Linked DNA regions of Mus musculus: region 2 is linked to region 1. Evidence: chromatin contacts called from public promoter capture Hi-C data. All regions are on one chromosome and are shown on one strand. The core of a region is the stretch at or near the end of the contact, and the rest is flanking DNA. Distances in the headings are between cores, read along the strand shown.

What was found. Capture Hi-C pulls out chosen DNA fragments and counts their contacts.
Region 2: a promoter capture Hi-C map of adipose tissue shows a contact between it and region 1. The contact joins two enhancer-like sites. A contact is called at or near these places in 1 of 39 promoter capture datasets (cranial neural crest), 1 of 484 Hi-C or Micro-C datasets (nephron progenitors), 6 of 115 datasets of contacts at active chromatin or transcription factors (bone marrow-derived macrophages, effector CD8 T cells, embryonic stem cells and 2 more) and 3 of 9 other capture datasets (adipose tissue, liver and pancreatic islet).

What each region holds. Positions count from the first base shown.
Region 1 is chr11:20,530,226-20,537,646 of GRCm38.p6, reverse strand. No RefSeq gene overlaps it. Among named protein-coding and RNA genes, the nearest start is that of Gm32142, 56 kb to the right of the region's middle. Within about 2 kb of position 5,231, at least 304 of the 459 cell types and tissues checked have an H3K27ac peak or open chromatin away from gene starts, as enhancers often do. A contact at or near this core is called in adipose tissue and bone marrow-derived macrophages, where this site is marked.
Region 2 is chr11:20,708,563-20,716,096 of GRCm38.p6, reverse strand. Aftph (aftiphilin) reads left to right here. Exons shown (of 10, transcript NM_001290545.1): 3 at 3,782-3,933; 4 at 6,351-6,477; 5 at 7,360-7,416. Among named protein-coding and RNA genes, the nearest start is that of Gm46272, 28 kb to the left of the region's middle. Within about 2 kb of position 3,721, at least 21 of the 459 cell types and tissues checked have an H3K27ac peak or open chromatin away from gene starts, as enhancers often do. A contact at or near this core is called in adipose tissue and bone marrow-derived macrophages, where this site is marked.

The DNA.
Region 1 (7,421 bases), core at 3,982-6,481:
AAAAAAAAAAAAGCAGAATTCTACTTGCAGGTTAAGCACATGCAAGACTGGACAACATATTTTTCAGAAAGCATTCAAACAATCAAATCAGGTGTCTTCCCTACCTACTATGGAAGACTTACCTGGGGGGATCACAAGTTCAAGGCCAGCCTAAGCAGCATAGCGAAACACTGTAAAAACTACCATTAAAAAGGGAGAGGGCAGGTGGTTGCGTGGCTCAGTACCAAGCCTGACAACTTGAGTGTGATCCCTAGGACCCACTTGGGAGACGAAAACCAACTGCTTGCTACAAGTTTCCTGTAACCTCCACATGCATGCCATGTTGCATGCAAGCCTTTGCCTGTACACATATACACAAAAACAAGTAAATAGATAGATGGATGGGTAGGTAGATAGATAGATAGATAGATAGATAGATAGATAGACAGACAGACAGACAGACAGGTAGATAAAGTTTTTGTTTTTAAGTAATCAGGGAGCGGGGAGGAGGATAGTTCAGTTACTAAGGTGCTGGCTGCTAAAGTGCTTACCTTGCAAGCTCAGGTACCTGAAATTGACCCCCAGTTAAAAACAAAAAACAAAGAAAAAAGAAAACAAAGTAGGCAGAGTGGCACTGACTTATCAAACCCAGTGCCGCTGAGCTAGGCAGAGGTAGATCCCTAGGGATTGCTGGCCAGCCAGCTTAGCCTACATGGTGAGTTCTAGGCTGTGAGATGCCCTATCTCAAAAAGAAAAGAACAGGAAGGGGCTCCTTAGCTGAGGCTGACCCCTGGCCTCTCATGCATGTGCACATGGGTGAATGTGCATGTACATGCAAAAGAGACAGACAAGTAAGAGCAAAAATGAAAAGAAGCAAGTGATAGAGGCTTTATCTGCAAGGAAGAAGCCTGGATTCCATCCCCATTTAAAAAAGAATAAAACAATAAAAAAAATCAGGAAAATAAACTTCTGGACATAAAACCAAAAGAGGCATTTTAAAAATGGTTATTACAGGGATTTCTTGGGGCTGGTAGTGCTCTATTTATTAAAATGGGTGGTAGACACATGGGTATCATGTTACAATGTTAAAATACATACCTTGCCTTTATATACTCCTTGTTATGCACAATGAGACATAGGCTTATATATGTTAGGACAGTTGTGAAATAAGGCTTCTTCAACCCCTGTATCCTGAGGTTTTGCAGATAGGCTATAATAGTGGTTCTTCCTCAGAAAACGCTCAAATTCACCATTCACAAAACTTAACCTCGTTGCTCTTAAGCAGTTGGCGAGAGTACATCTAACCTTAACATGGTTTCTCTGAGACAGGCAGCATCGCAGGAGCCACTGACTGTGCAGACACAGAAACAGGAGAGGGTAGCAGGGCTAGCCGTGCACTATAGAGCTAGAGAAAGTAGCTGGCAGGGGTAATAGTCAAAGGAGCCCAGCCTGCTTTTCTAGCTCCTGGGGCCATTTCCTCCAGGCCAGGATGCTGAAGAAGAAAAGCAGAGCCAAGTATCTCCTGGGTCTCAAGTTGTTTAAGTTATGGGGTGAGACTGCCCACTGCCATTTCTGCTTTCCCCAAACCACAAGATCTAAGTGCATTGGTCTTTGGGAAAATGGATACAGAAGGAGGTAGCTTTAACCAATGACTCAAACAACTTAAGACCAAAGAGACTGTTTTAAACCTCTACAGGTTCCAATAATAATTTTGAACTGGGTTTTTTTTTTCTGCAGTCTCTGGGAAAATGCTATATGCAAATTACTCATATACAAGTGGACCCAAAACATTTGTTTGTCCACAGATATGTATCAACCTCTTTAAACTTGACTAATCATCCATTCTTTTAAGTGTGCAGCAATGTAAAATGGATGAGCTAAAAGTCTCAATTAGTTATTTTATAATGGATGTCAGTCTGTCGTTATCCCATCCACAACACACCATGGTATAAAGAGGGGACATGCACACAGCTCTGTCTTTCAACTGTGCTCATGACACAGTTCTAGCAACCTCTCCGCATAGCGCTTCTACGGAGGTTCAGGGTGGGGCAGCTAGGTAAAGAACACTGAGGAGGGGACTGTGGCTCTCTGTGGTTTCACAATAAACTTATCCAAAATGGCAGCTCAGAATGCACACACTGCATATCTGCAGTGTGTTCCGAGGGCTTCACAGTCTAGAAAAAGACCAATCCAAAGATTTGCCTCTAAAGATTAACACGTTTATAAGCTAAAGAGAGGACCTAGCATACTTGGGTAGATTTGGAAAGAAAGTATAAAGTACTTTTAGCTTAAATTTCAACAGATGCTTGTGAAACATTTCAGAAATAGAAAAGGACAGATAATAGAAAGTAAGTTTCTCTCCCAACCCCATTCCCTTCCTCTCAGTTTCCTACCAGGAGGCAAACCCTTCAGCTAGCTTCATGTACATGAAGTATATTGAAGTTAACATATACATGAGTGTTTATCTTTCCAATGTAAATAATAGTACTGCATATTGTTTTTGTTCTTTGTGAATATGTAAGATGGGGTTTCTTCATACACTCCAAGGTAGCCTTAAACTCTTCATTAAAAAACAGGGCTGGAGAGATGGCTCAGCGGTTAAGAGTACTGAGTGCTCTTCCGAAGGTCCTCAGTTCAAATCCCAGCAACCACATGGTGGCTCACAACCATCCAGAATAAGATCTGATGCCCTCTTTTGGAGTGTCTGAGGACAGCTACAGTGTACTTAGATATAATAAATCAATCTTTAGGTCGGAGCCAGCGGGGGCGACCAGAGCGAGCAACCTTCATTCCCTGCAATCACATGGTGGCTCACAAGCATCAGTACAGCTATGTATATGTACTCATATACATAAAATAAATAAATCTTTTTTTAAAAAAAGAAAAAAAAACAAAAAACAAAATGACAACAACAAACAATGCTGGGGGTGGTGGTGGTGCTTTAGCCCCAGCATTTGTAAGAGCTGAGGCCAGCCTGGGCTACAGAGCAAATTACAGGATAGCCAAAGCTACACAGAGAAAACCTGTCTTAAAAAAAATCAAACCAACCAACCAAACACAAACATCCAACAAATCTCCTCTCTTTCTCTCTCTCTCTTTCTTTCTTTCTTTCTTTCTTTCTTTCTTTCTTTCTTTCTTTCTTTCTTTCTTCCTTTCTTTCTTTCTCTTTCTCTTTCTTTCTCTTTCTCTCTCTCTCTCCCTCCCTCTCTCTCTCTTTCTCTCTCTCCCTCTCTCCCTCTCTCTCTTTCTCTCTTTCTCTCCCCCCTTCTCCTTCTCTCCCTCTCTCTTCCTCTCTCTCTCTCTTTCCCCCCAGAGTTTAATGTGTTGACCAAGCTAGACTGGAATCACTGGGCTCTAGTGTTCCTCTTGCCTCTGCCTCTGGATTACCTGAAACCACAGATGTGTCTGCATCAAGCAGTTTTTGTACTTTTCTTACTGCTGTATTTTGGAGTCACTTCCATGTCAGTACTAAAGGAGTGGTTTTACTCTTCAGGCCTACAAAACAAATCCTAATTTGGATGTGCCGTGGTATAGAACATTTGTATTGCTTCTAGTCGGTTCCTAGGGTAAGCATTGCAACAGATATGATTTCACATGTGCTCTGCTTAGGAAATCTGTAGTGGAATTGCTGCTCCGTGAATATGTACTTTTTAAAAAACTTAATTTTTTTTTCATGTGTATGCGTTTGTGTGTGTGTGTGTGTGTGTGTGTGTGTGTGTGTGTTCACTGCATGCATGCCCAGTACCTGGGGAAACCAGAAGAGAGTATCAGGTTGAACTGGAGTTATAGATGGTTGTGGGCCGCCATGTAGGGTGCTGAAAACTGAACTAGGGTCCTCTGCAAGAGCAACCAGTGCTCTTAACTGTCCCTCCATATGCACATTCTAAAATGTGATAGATATTACCAGATTGTCCCTAACAAGGTCATGTCATTAAAAGGTTGTTTTATAATGCATGTAACAGTTGTTGTGGTGGTCTTTTTAAAGTCCTTAAATGGTACTGTCCACAGTGAAACTGCTCCATAGCTGCAAGACTTTCATAGCCTATGTGTTAGCAAGAACGGCTCATTGTACACTTTTCTGCTTGTGTTTTGAGGTCACAGATCTACCTTTGTACGGATTAAGCTGTGGTTTGCTAGGCTTTTTAAAAATAAATCCATAACTAGGTATGTTTATCCAGCCCTCTTTCTTAAATCTAAAGGGCCATCTACTCTGGAATTCCTGCTGTTGAGAAAGTGAAACTGAGTAGAAGCCAAGTCAATGGTCAGGCTTCCTCTTTAGATTGATGGGGGAAACAGCAGAATTATGAGAAATAAATTACAGCCTTAAAAATTCGGTCCCAGTTACTGCAAACTTCAATGTGACTAGGTAAGAATTAGTTATAACCACGTATAATTACATGAATAATGAACATATAAAAGTATAAAATCAGTATCTAAAAGCCACAATTAAAAATAAAAGTAAAATCTTTCCGTTTGTTTGAAATATATAACAGTGTCCCTTCTTCCAAATATATGTTACATTTAGAACTGTTAGATTTTAGCAGATTCAGAAAACCACCTAGAAACATCTTTCCCCAAAATTCAGCCAGTTTAGTGCTTGCTTGGCTTGATTAAATTCTTAGAGAATATTTCATGAACTTGCAAGAGACCGATCAAATTCACTAGAAATGTTTTGAACGTATGCAAAAATAAAGTCGCGAAAGTTTAAAGCTTTAGAAGATTAGGGATTCCCTGCGCCAGAGAAACCATTAGACCTGCAGCGTTTCTACTTGGAACTAGAAGAACGGGTAGCATAGGATTCCTAGCTGCTGAAGGTTGGAATCTTTGGTTCTTGATGAGAATTTTCATGCACGATGAGGAAGCCAAAAGGTTTGCGGTCGGAGGAGTGGCTATAAATAGAAGGTGATGTGTTCTAATGCCAGGAGGATGCGTCACAGGGTCCCTCCTGCAGCTCAAGAGCCCAGGGAAGTCACGGAGTAGCAAGCTCTGCTCCTCTCAAGCGGGCAAGGGGCTCCAGCTGAAGGGGGGGTGGTGGACAGGAGGGGTGCGGCTACAGGGGACGTGGGCAGGAGAGGTGAGAGCTTCAGGGGGCGCTGGCTATAGAGGACCTGGGCCGGGATTGGGGCGGGGGGTGGGGGGGAGCGGGCTGCAGAAGTCGTCGGTAGGAGGAGCGCGGGCTGCAGGGGTCGTGGGTAGGAGGGACGTGGGCTGCAGGGGGCGTAGTCAGAAGTAGGGCGGGCTACAGGGGGTGTGGGCAGAAGGGAGGGCGGGTTGCAGGGGGCGTGGGCAGGCGGGGCTCGAGCTGCAGAGCTAGAGTGTCTGAAAGGGCACAGCAAAAGGGGCACGGACCACGCACGCAGAGCCTCTTCAGACTCACAAGCGAAGCACAGGCAGCCCCCACGCGATCCTACTCAGCGGGGCAAAGAAGGAAGAACAATAACCCAAAGGTCTGGAGCCGCAAAGGACACGAACGTCTGGGTTCCTCGCGAGTCTAAGTCTCTACCGAGCAATTGAGATCTGTGAAACGTACAATCTCTCTGCTCTGGTCGGAAGAATTCCCTCTAGCCTCGACAGAATACATGCCACAGTGCATTACACGGTCTGTGTGTGTTTGTAGCGTGGCTGTTGGAATTTCCACTGGAATTTTTGAAAATGGCCTCTTCTGGGATTCCCCCACCCAGGCACCTCTCTTCACTCTGCCTATTCCTGAAACTTAGTCTCTCTTCCTGCCCCCATTCTGTCTTTGTCTGTCTTAGTTTCTCTCTCTCTCTCTCTCTCTCTCTCTCTCTCTCACACACACACACACACACACACACACACACCATGGCACACCATCTCTTTCTCCCCTCCTCCCTCCACCCTGTGGTTCTTCCTCCATTCTCACTGATAACTTTGGGGTCCCCTTGCCTGTTTCCACGTATTGGTTTTATTTTTATCTCTTCACTTATCCAATTCCTTATATTTTTCTATTACAGCTAAGCACATCTGCATTGCCTTTTCTTTCTTCTGTCCTAAGTCCTGAAGAACTCAAGGACTTCTGGAAACAACCAAAGATTTTTATAGCATTTTGCCCCTGTAAAGGATGCTGAATTCCATTTGCAAGGGTTATTCTCAGATCCAGTCAGCTGGACTGTCTGGTGTATTTGCCTACAATAAAAAAGCGAATGTGCAAGAAAAGCCAGGGATAGGGGCACTTTTTTTTTGGTCTGGTTGGTTTGGTTTGGTTTTTTCAAGACTCTAATGAACTCAGAGTTCTGCCTGCCTCTGCTCCTCAGTGTTGCACCACCTGGCTTGGGGGCGGGGTAGGGGAGCATATCTTTATGTTAAGATTTTAATATCTTTATTTGTTTTAAAACAAAACAAAATTTTTCTTGGTTTTTAATTTTTTCATTACATTTTAATCTTTTTTTTTTTCTTTCTCATGCTCCCCCTGGAATTGAGAACCGAAGCCGGGTCATTGTGCTTTTCTAGGCAAGTACTCGCTAACACTAAGCTAAATTCTGACCCTGTTTATTTGTGTGCATACACGTGTATGTGGGGATTCATCTGTGTGAGTGTGGACACACACATGCCAGAGAACAACGTCTGTGTCAGTCTCTACCTTCCGCCTTGTTTGAAATAGGGGCTCTTTGGTGTTCATGCCTGCATATACCAGGTTATCCCTGCATCAGCCAAGTTTCTGGGGGGGCTTATCGTAGGATAAGTCTGTGATTAAAGACCTCTGATAGCTTGCCTGGGTTTATATAGTTTCTGAGGTTTTTTATAGTTAAACTCAGGTCTGCATGTCTGTGAGACCTGGGACGTTGTTTTAGATTCGATTCGTCCATTTTATTTTATGTGTGAATGTTTTGCCTGTGTGTATATATGTGTGCCAATTTGTGCTCAGTGCCCTCAGATGTCAGAAGAGGTCATTGGATCCCCTGAAACTAAAGTTATCAATTGCTGTGACTCACCCTGTGCATTTTGGGAATTCAACCCAGGTCCACTACAAAATCGACAAATGCTCTGAACCACTGAGCCACCTCCCCAGGCCCTAGAGCTTTTCTTTTCTCTTCTCTTCTTTTTTTTTTTAATTTTATTTTTGTTTTGTTTTTGTTTTTGTTTTTGTTTTTTTTTTTTTTTTGGAGACAGGGTTTCTCTGTGTAGCCCTGGCTGTCCTGAAACTCACTTTGTAGACCAGGCTGGCCTCGAACTCAGAAATCTGCCTGCCTCCGCCTCCCGAGTTCTGGGATTAAAGGCATGTGACACCACTGCCTGGCCTAAGAGCAAATTTTTGATCATATCAGGTTTAAAGTTAGGACACAGGCTTCTTTCATCTTTGATACACTTGTTTCCATCTGTGAGAATAACTGGCTTCTTTGTAGCATGGCCTAAACCACAAAGTGTATACCTCCTTATAACTACACATCAGAGATGTCTCCTGGGAACTGGAGAGCACTTGT
Region 2 (7,534 bases), core at 2,472-4,971, 180 kb before region 1:
TATGTTCCAGAACATCCAAGACTGATACATAGAGAAATCCTGTCACATACGCCAGCAAGATTTTGCTGAAAGTACCCTGATATAGCTGTCTCTTGTGAGGCTATGCTGGGGCCTAGCAAACACAGAAGTGGATGCTCACAGTCAGCTATTGGATGGAACACAGGGCCCCCAATGGAGGAGCTAGAGAAAGTACCCAAGGAGCTAAAGGGGTCTGCAACCCTATATGTGGAACAACAATATGAACTAACCAGTACCCACCGGAGCTCGTATCTCTAGCTGCATATGTAGCAGAAGATGGCCTAGTCGGCCATCACTGGGAAGAGAGGCCCCTTGGTCTTGCAAACTTTATATGCCCCAGTACAGGGGAACACCAGGGCCAAGAAGTGGGAGTGGGTGGGTAGGGGAGCAGGGTAGGGGGAGGGTATAGGGAACTTTCAGGATAGCGTTTGAAATGTATATAAAGAAAATAATACATAAAAAAAATTTAAAAAGAAAAAAGAAAACAAGAAAAGGGGGTCAGGGGACGGAATAAAGGGAGGGTACTTAAAAGCTAACTTCTGATTCTTGGGGGAAGATACAGAATAGTTGAATTTAATTTATTGCTACATTTCTATGTGATAGGAATTACTAGGTTGAGCCAAGTGATTTTTATTATGCTTTAGAATATTAAATAGGGCTAGAAAGCATCAATGGTGAGCAGTGGGCCTAGCTTTGACTCTTTTTCTTTAGTATATTTCTGTTATGTGAATCTTCTGTATACTAAGAATAACTGATACAAATTGCCACTTCTGACTGGCACTGAGTACCAAAAGTATTTAATAGTCTCTTTGTTCATCTATTTTGTGGGGTGGGCCCTGAGATCTCTAGATTATACTTGCAGAAGTTGAGTCTTAGTGCCTGGTGTGCAGCCCCCTCTGTAGGTGTCAGCACAATTGTGTCAGCACTGTAGTACTGCAGACATGTGGCTTTGTACTGACAACAACCTTGGTTTCATAGGTAGTTGGAAATAGATTATTTTAAGAGTAAAAGCCCTGTAGTGGCACATGCCTTTAATTCTAGCACACAGAGGCAGAGGTAGAGTGGCAAGGTAGGGAGTGTCTCTTGAGTTCAAGCTCAGCCTGTTCCACGTAGTGGTTACTAGACTAGCAAAGTTATACAATGAGACTCTCGCTTTAAAAAAATAAAATAAATGTCACATCAAATTTAATTTAATCAAAAATCTTTAATTCTCTTAGCTGTTCTTTTTGTTGTTGTTGTTATTGTTGTTGTATCAAGCTCTTTCCCTGTGGCTGATGCTGTTAGCTATTTGATATTTATTTATTGCTCCAGTTCAGAGGTTGGCAAAGAATGGCCCAGGGGACAAATCTGTCCCTTACTTCTTGCTTTTGTACATAAGTTTTTTCTAGAGCCCACTCATACTTGCTTTTTTAGAGATGAGCTACAAAGCCTGAAGTATCTATACCGTTCTCTGTTGAAAAGGTTGCTGCTAAACCTTGTGTTGCCTCGTTTAACAAAAGATTGGAAGCAGCTGTATTTTATGTCTAATTCTAAAGATATGTTAGACTCAGTTTTAAATTTTTTTATGTAGCTTCTATCATTTGTGGGGGAATGCTGAGGAAAAAGGAAAAACAACAAAAAATGAGCTGGGCAGTGGTGGCGCACACTTTTAATCCCAGCACTTGGGAGGCAGAGGCAGGTGGATTTCTTGAGTTCAAGGCCAGCCTGGTCTACAGAGTGAGTTCCAGGACAGCCAGAGCTACACGGAGAAACCCTGTCTCGAAGGGGAAAAAAAAAACCCTGAAGTAATTAGGCTAATGGAATTTCCTTCTCTCAAATACACTGCAGTCATTTGAGCACTTGTTCATGGTAACACTAGTATGCCTAAAACCTGTGTTATGTATAGTACTGCTTAGCCAGTTGTATTTAGGATTCCTGTTTTCTTCTGGTAACAGGTTGAGTTTTTTCTCCCTTCACTTTAAGAAGATAATAAAGATGGTAACAGTAAAGATTTACTTTTCAGGTAAATAAAATGTGGTCCTAGGTGAGTTTTTATTTACCTTCCTTGCCCAGGAGGGCAGTGCTCATCAGGTTTCCAATTAGATAGTTATCTGATCTCCTTCAAAGTCATGGCTGTCCCTTCCTTCCCCTTGAAGTCAGTCAGTGCTGGGTCCCCTTGACACACTCAAGTTTCAAGAGCCTGGGGATCCGAAGTCTACCTACCCTTTGCTTTAGGGCTCATAATTGAAAGTGAGACTTTTTCTCATCTCCCGTGAATATAATGAGGGTGTCAGAGAACTTTGGCAGAGATAGCAAAGGAGTACCTTGAGACTAATTATAATGTGATGATGGCTTGCTCTAGTGCAGCTTCCAAAAGGGAAATTTGGGTTTGGAAAATGTGATTATGGAAATTATGCCTTTGTGTTTCTTCTTTCACTTACTGACTACTTCAGAGGAGAAATCAACTGTTAGCTTGTTTGTGTCAATTACGAGGAATAAATATTGTGGTATTTTTCTGTTATCAATTTTAGTAGTACATTTATTCTTCCAATAGGCTTTAATTTATAACAGTTTGTATTTCTACTTAATGTTTAAACAATAAATTGTACTCAGTTTTAAAATATCTTACATGTATATGAAAACAATTAGGACAATGGGAGTAAGGTTGCACATATTTAATAAATACAGTGATATCCCCCCAAAAATCATTATTTGAAATCCAAGAAGTTTGAATTAATAATAAAAAATACTCAAAATGCCAAGTAAATTCATCTGTTTATTTTATGGTGAAAAATACTCTAGTAAATATGTAGGTTTTACCTCAAGGTAAGTAGAGAAATGAGATTTATTTATTAAAGATAATATAGAACGTCAAAATGATGAAGAGCTGGTGAATTTCTTATTAGTAAAAATTGAGATGCTCAGGCCAGCAGGATGGCTTTGTGGGTAGAAGTGCTTGCTGCCAAGCCAGAAGAGCTCAGGTTAATTCCTGGGACCCATCTCCCAACAGTCGGCCTCTCACCTCCAGCTTCCCACCACAGCATACCCACCATTACTACACAGGGGATAAATACATGTAAAAATGTAAGGTGTGTGCGTGTCAGTACAGGTGCCCAAGAAGCCCAGAGCTGGACTTGTGGGGACTGAACCCCGGCCTCTGGAAGAGCAGCAAGTGCTCTTAATGACTTCAGTCCCCCAATTGGTTTTTTGGTTTTTTGGGTTTTTTTGTAATTGAGACCCTCTTTCTTACTGTGTTCTTCATTTGTTGCAGCAGTGGAATTTCAAAAAGGCTTTCATAATTAAGGGTTTATGTCAAGAAAAGTAATTCTTATTAGCCATGGTAGCCTACATGCACCGTTCAGTGCTCGCTGTGCTGTGGGTAATGGAGAAGATAAATGGTGCCTGGGGTTTTTATTGTTGGGCTCTGTTTTTATTTTTGGGGGTTTTTTGTTTGTTTTGGGGGGGTATTGGTTTGTTTGGCTTTTGGAAGATTTTTTAGACTTGGAAGTTACTGTCTTTACTAGACGACAGAGTAATGGCTTTTCCTCTGTAGAACTGTGTGACAGACTAAGACACGACATAGAAAGCGCCAGTGGGGCCTTGCCACCTGCTGCAGCAACAACATGATTACTTAATCAATTAGTGGAGTTGTTGACACTATTTTCTGTACTTGAGTAGTGATTTCCTTCTGTGTGGTGGGGGGGGGCGGGGGGGTGAGATCATTAAAACTGAGTCATCATTAAAACTGAAGAAATGAAAGTGAACTTTTTGGGGGTTGATTCAGACAGCTTTACTCAACCGGTTGGAGAGAATTTTCGAAGCCTGTTTTCCGTCTGTGTTTGTCCCTGATGTGGAAGAGGAGGTTTCTTCCCTGAAGCACTTGCTGGAGACACACAGCTCGCCAGCAAAAACAAGAGAGGCCTTAGCTGACCGTGGGTAAGTAGAAACTGTTCTTAGAGAACTGTGACTGTTAGTTTTAGTTGTTATAATTTGTAAAGCTATCTGAACAGCATTGTTTTAAAATACTATAATTATTGACCTAATCGTGTAAAAAGACTTAAGGGGGAAATCGCTGTTTCTCTACTTCTGAGATGTTTCTTTTGATGTCTTTAAATCAACATTTGAATCAGCCTGTTATGTCACCTCTGCACTACCTAGTGTGATAAACAATTTGGGGTGTATTCAGACTGTGCTGACTATCTGACTATATAACCCAGGCTGCACTCAAACTCAAGAGCCCCCAAGTGCTGAGATTACACGTGTGTCACACACTTGGCTTAACTGACAGTGTAGACCTGCTTTTCTCACCAGCTCCATATACACATATCTCACCTTCTGATAAAATGTTTAAATCTTGTATTTTCCTTTTAACTGTATAAATGCTAAATGCACACTTGTTTTCTTTTATACAGTGTCTTCCTAAACCTTATGCAAGATGAGCATCCCTAATTTGGAAATCCATTCTTTGGAGTGCTATGACATGTAACACTTGTGGGAGCTGTGTAGAGGTGTAGAGCAGTTGTAGATTACCTGCTGATATGCTTGTGCAAGGCCCCAGGTTTAATTTCCGCCACTGAAAAAGGAAGGGGTTGACTTTTTTAATCTACACATTTTTGAACATTGACATTATATTTAAAAAGTTTATAATTTTGGAGCATTTCAGATGCCCAACTGATAAAGTCTATATAGATATTCCAGACTCTAAACCAGTCTGAAACCTGACACCCTTCTGCTCCCGAGCACTTCACGTAGTCTCTGTCTTATTTTCTACATCTTTCTCTGCCCCTAAGAGCTATTTACACAGTTTTACTTGACGAGATTTTACTTAGCAGGCTGTCATCCCTCCTCACCCTCGAAGTTTCAGAGTGGCTCAGCCCAGGCCTCTCTATAACTGTCGCCTCAGGGCTTCCCAGGCACATGGCGCGTTTACTATGTTCTGTTAATACAGATGTATACGCTGTTGTTACTGATCTGAAGTTTTACAGTGAACTGCCTAGATGTGAGTCTTTCCATGCATTCCACTGGTAGCTTGTTCCTCAGAAGCAAACCCTTCTTTATTGTTTTGCCTTTACAACTGCTGTCTCGCCTAGGCCTCTGTCCCTTTCCTAGGTTCCTGCAAATTATTTGATTTTGAAGTCATTCCATTTCTGGCCAGTCTTTTTATAATTTCTCATTCTTGCCTCTGGAAGTATCCTTTCCTTCTCCAGTGTCTCCTCTCTTCCATTAACTAAGTCACATGTAACTTGCTAGTTTCTCCTTATGGTGCAGCATTTCTTGTACAGGTGTCCACTTGTCTTGATTCCATTCAAGATTGAGATTGGGTTTTGTTCTTTTTCTTCTTGTCTAGGGATTTCTAAGGAAAAGGGGATGGGGAGGGGTGAGGGAACAAGGTGTACAAATTCCTTTCCAAGAGATTTAGCCTAAGGAAATAATATGCCATACAATCATATACACAATAAAATACTAAAAGATGGTCACTGCCAGCCTAATAATATTTAACCAAATGGTAAAAGATATCTTATTGAGAGCTGTAGGTTGTAGCCCACCTGAGCTACATAGTGAGACCTGTTTCACACCACAAAAATAATAAACACCCAAATATTGAGTAACTCTAGTAAATTAAAATGGTGGATGCCGAGTGATTTTTTTCTTTTAAATGTTAATTTTTTGAAATAATGTCTCATGTATAACAGGCTAACATGGAACTTACTGTGTAGCCAAGGCTGAGTTTGAACTTCTGATCCTCCTTCTCCCTAGTCCTGGGATCGTGACCTGCACCACCATGCCAAGTTACTAAGTGCTGGGGATGGAACCCAGGGATTTGCAAGGCAGAACTCAGCCAATAAGCTATAGCCCCAGCCCTTAAATGTTGGGGTTTGTTGTTTGTTTTTACAATTAAAAAAAAAAAAAAAGAACAAGCTGGAGAGACAGCTCAACAGTTAAGAGCACCTACTGCTCTTGCAAAGGGCCTAAGTTCAGTTCCCAGAACCAAAACACTAGCTCACAGCTGACCAGGTTCAGGGCATCTTATACCCTCTTCTAACCTTTGAAGGTTTGGGGCGCATATGTGGTACATATACATACCCACATGCAGACAAAACACTAGACATATAAAATAAATAATCTTTTTTTTTTAAAGCAGGCTAGTTCCTGGACTGTATCCCTTCATATAAATTTAGCTTACCTTTCTAATGATCTTTAGTGCTAGCTCTTGATTGCACTGAGATACAGTTGACACAGATAGGTTAGATATGATATTCACTACAGTGCATAGTGTATCATCAGTGTACTGAAGGTTAAGTTTACGGGGAAGGGGCTGGAGTAACCTGTTGTCTTCTTTGTGGCCTTTACAGTGAGTTGAGGGGTGTATGGACCGAACTGCAGGACATCCATGATGCACATGGTTTGCGGTACCAGTGGGGTGGCTCACATAGCAACAAGAAGCTTTTGTGCTCCTTGGGAATAGACACTCGAAACATTGTGAGTTTGTTAGAATCTTGAAAAATTCTTTAATAAACCTGTATGGTTTTTAAATTTACTATTTTCCTGTTTACGCTGTGATTATCTAGCTCTACAGAGAAAGGATTGGCTTAAACGCTAACTTGTTTTGATTAGGCAATTATAAGACATCATAATGAGCTGGGCGGTGGTGGCACATACCTTTAATCCCAGCCCTCTCCAGGCAAAGGCAGGCGGATTTCTGAGTTCAAGGCCAGCCTGGTCTACAAAGTGAGTTCCAGGACAGCCAGGGCTACACAGAGAAACCCTGTCTCGAAAAAACCAGACCAAACCAAACCAAACCAAACCAAAAAGACATCATAATGTTCCTCTGAAGTTAGTGGTTCTCAACCTTCCTAATGCTGCAACCCTTTAATACAGTTCCTCATGTGGTGACCTCCAACCATAAAATTATTTTCATTGCTTCTTCATAACTGTAAGTTTGCTACTGTTATGTATGAATCATAATGTAAATATCTGTGTTTTCTGATAGTCTTAGGTGACACCTGTAAAAGAGTTGTTCACCTCCAAAGGGGTCATGACCTACAGGTTTGAGAACCACGGCTCTAAGTACTTCTTATTTTTGAAAATTTTTGTTTTCCCTTAACTATAAAATAAAAAATTGGACTAAGTTACATATATATACACATGTGTACATATATGTATGTATGTACGTGTATGTATGTACACGTGTATATATGCACACATATAGTATGCAGTACATATGAGCCATATATAAAGCTTAGCTTATTGAGTTCATTATTCACAGTATAATAAAACATTGTAAGCATACTAGAAATAATTTTATTGTATGACAGACAAATCATTCTTTAAATGCATGTTCTTCCTCCCTAATATACACAGCTATTCACTGGCAATAAGAAGCAACCTGTTATAGTGCCCATGTATGCAGCAGGATTGGTAAGTACAGGATATTTATTGCATTTATTTTAAAAAATCATCTTATATAGCATGGCAAAAAAAAAAAAAGTAGTTTATCTTGAGACATGGTCTTTCTATGTAGACCCGGCTGGCACAG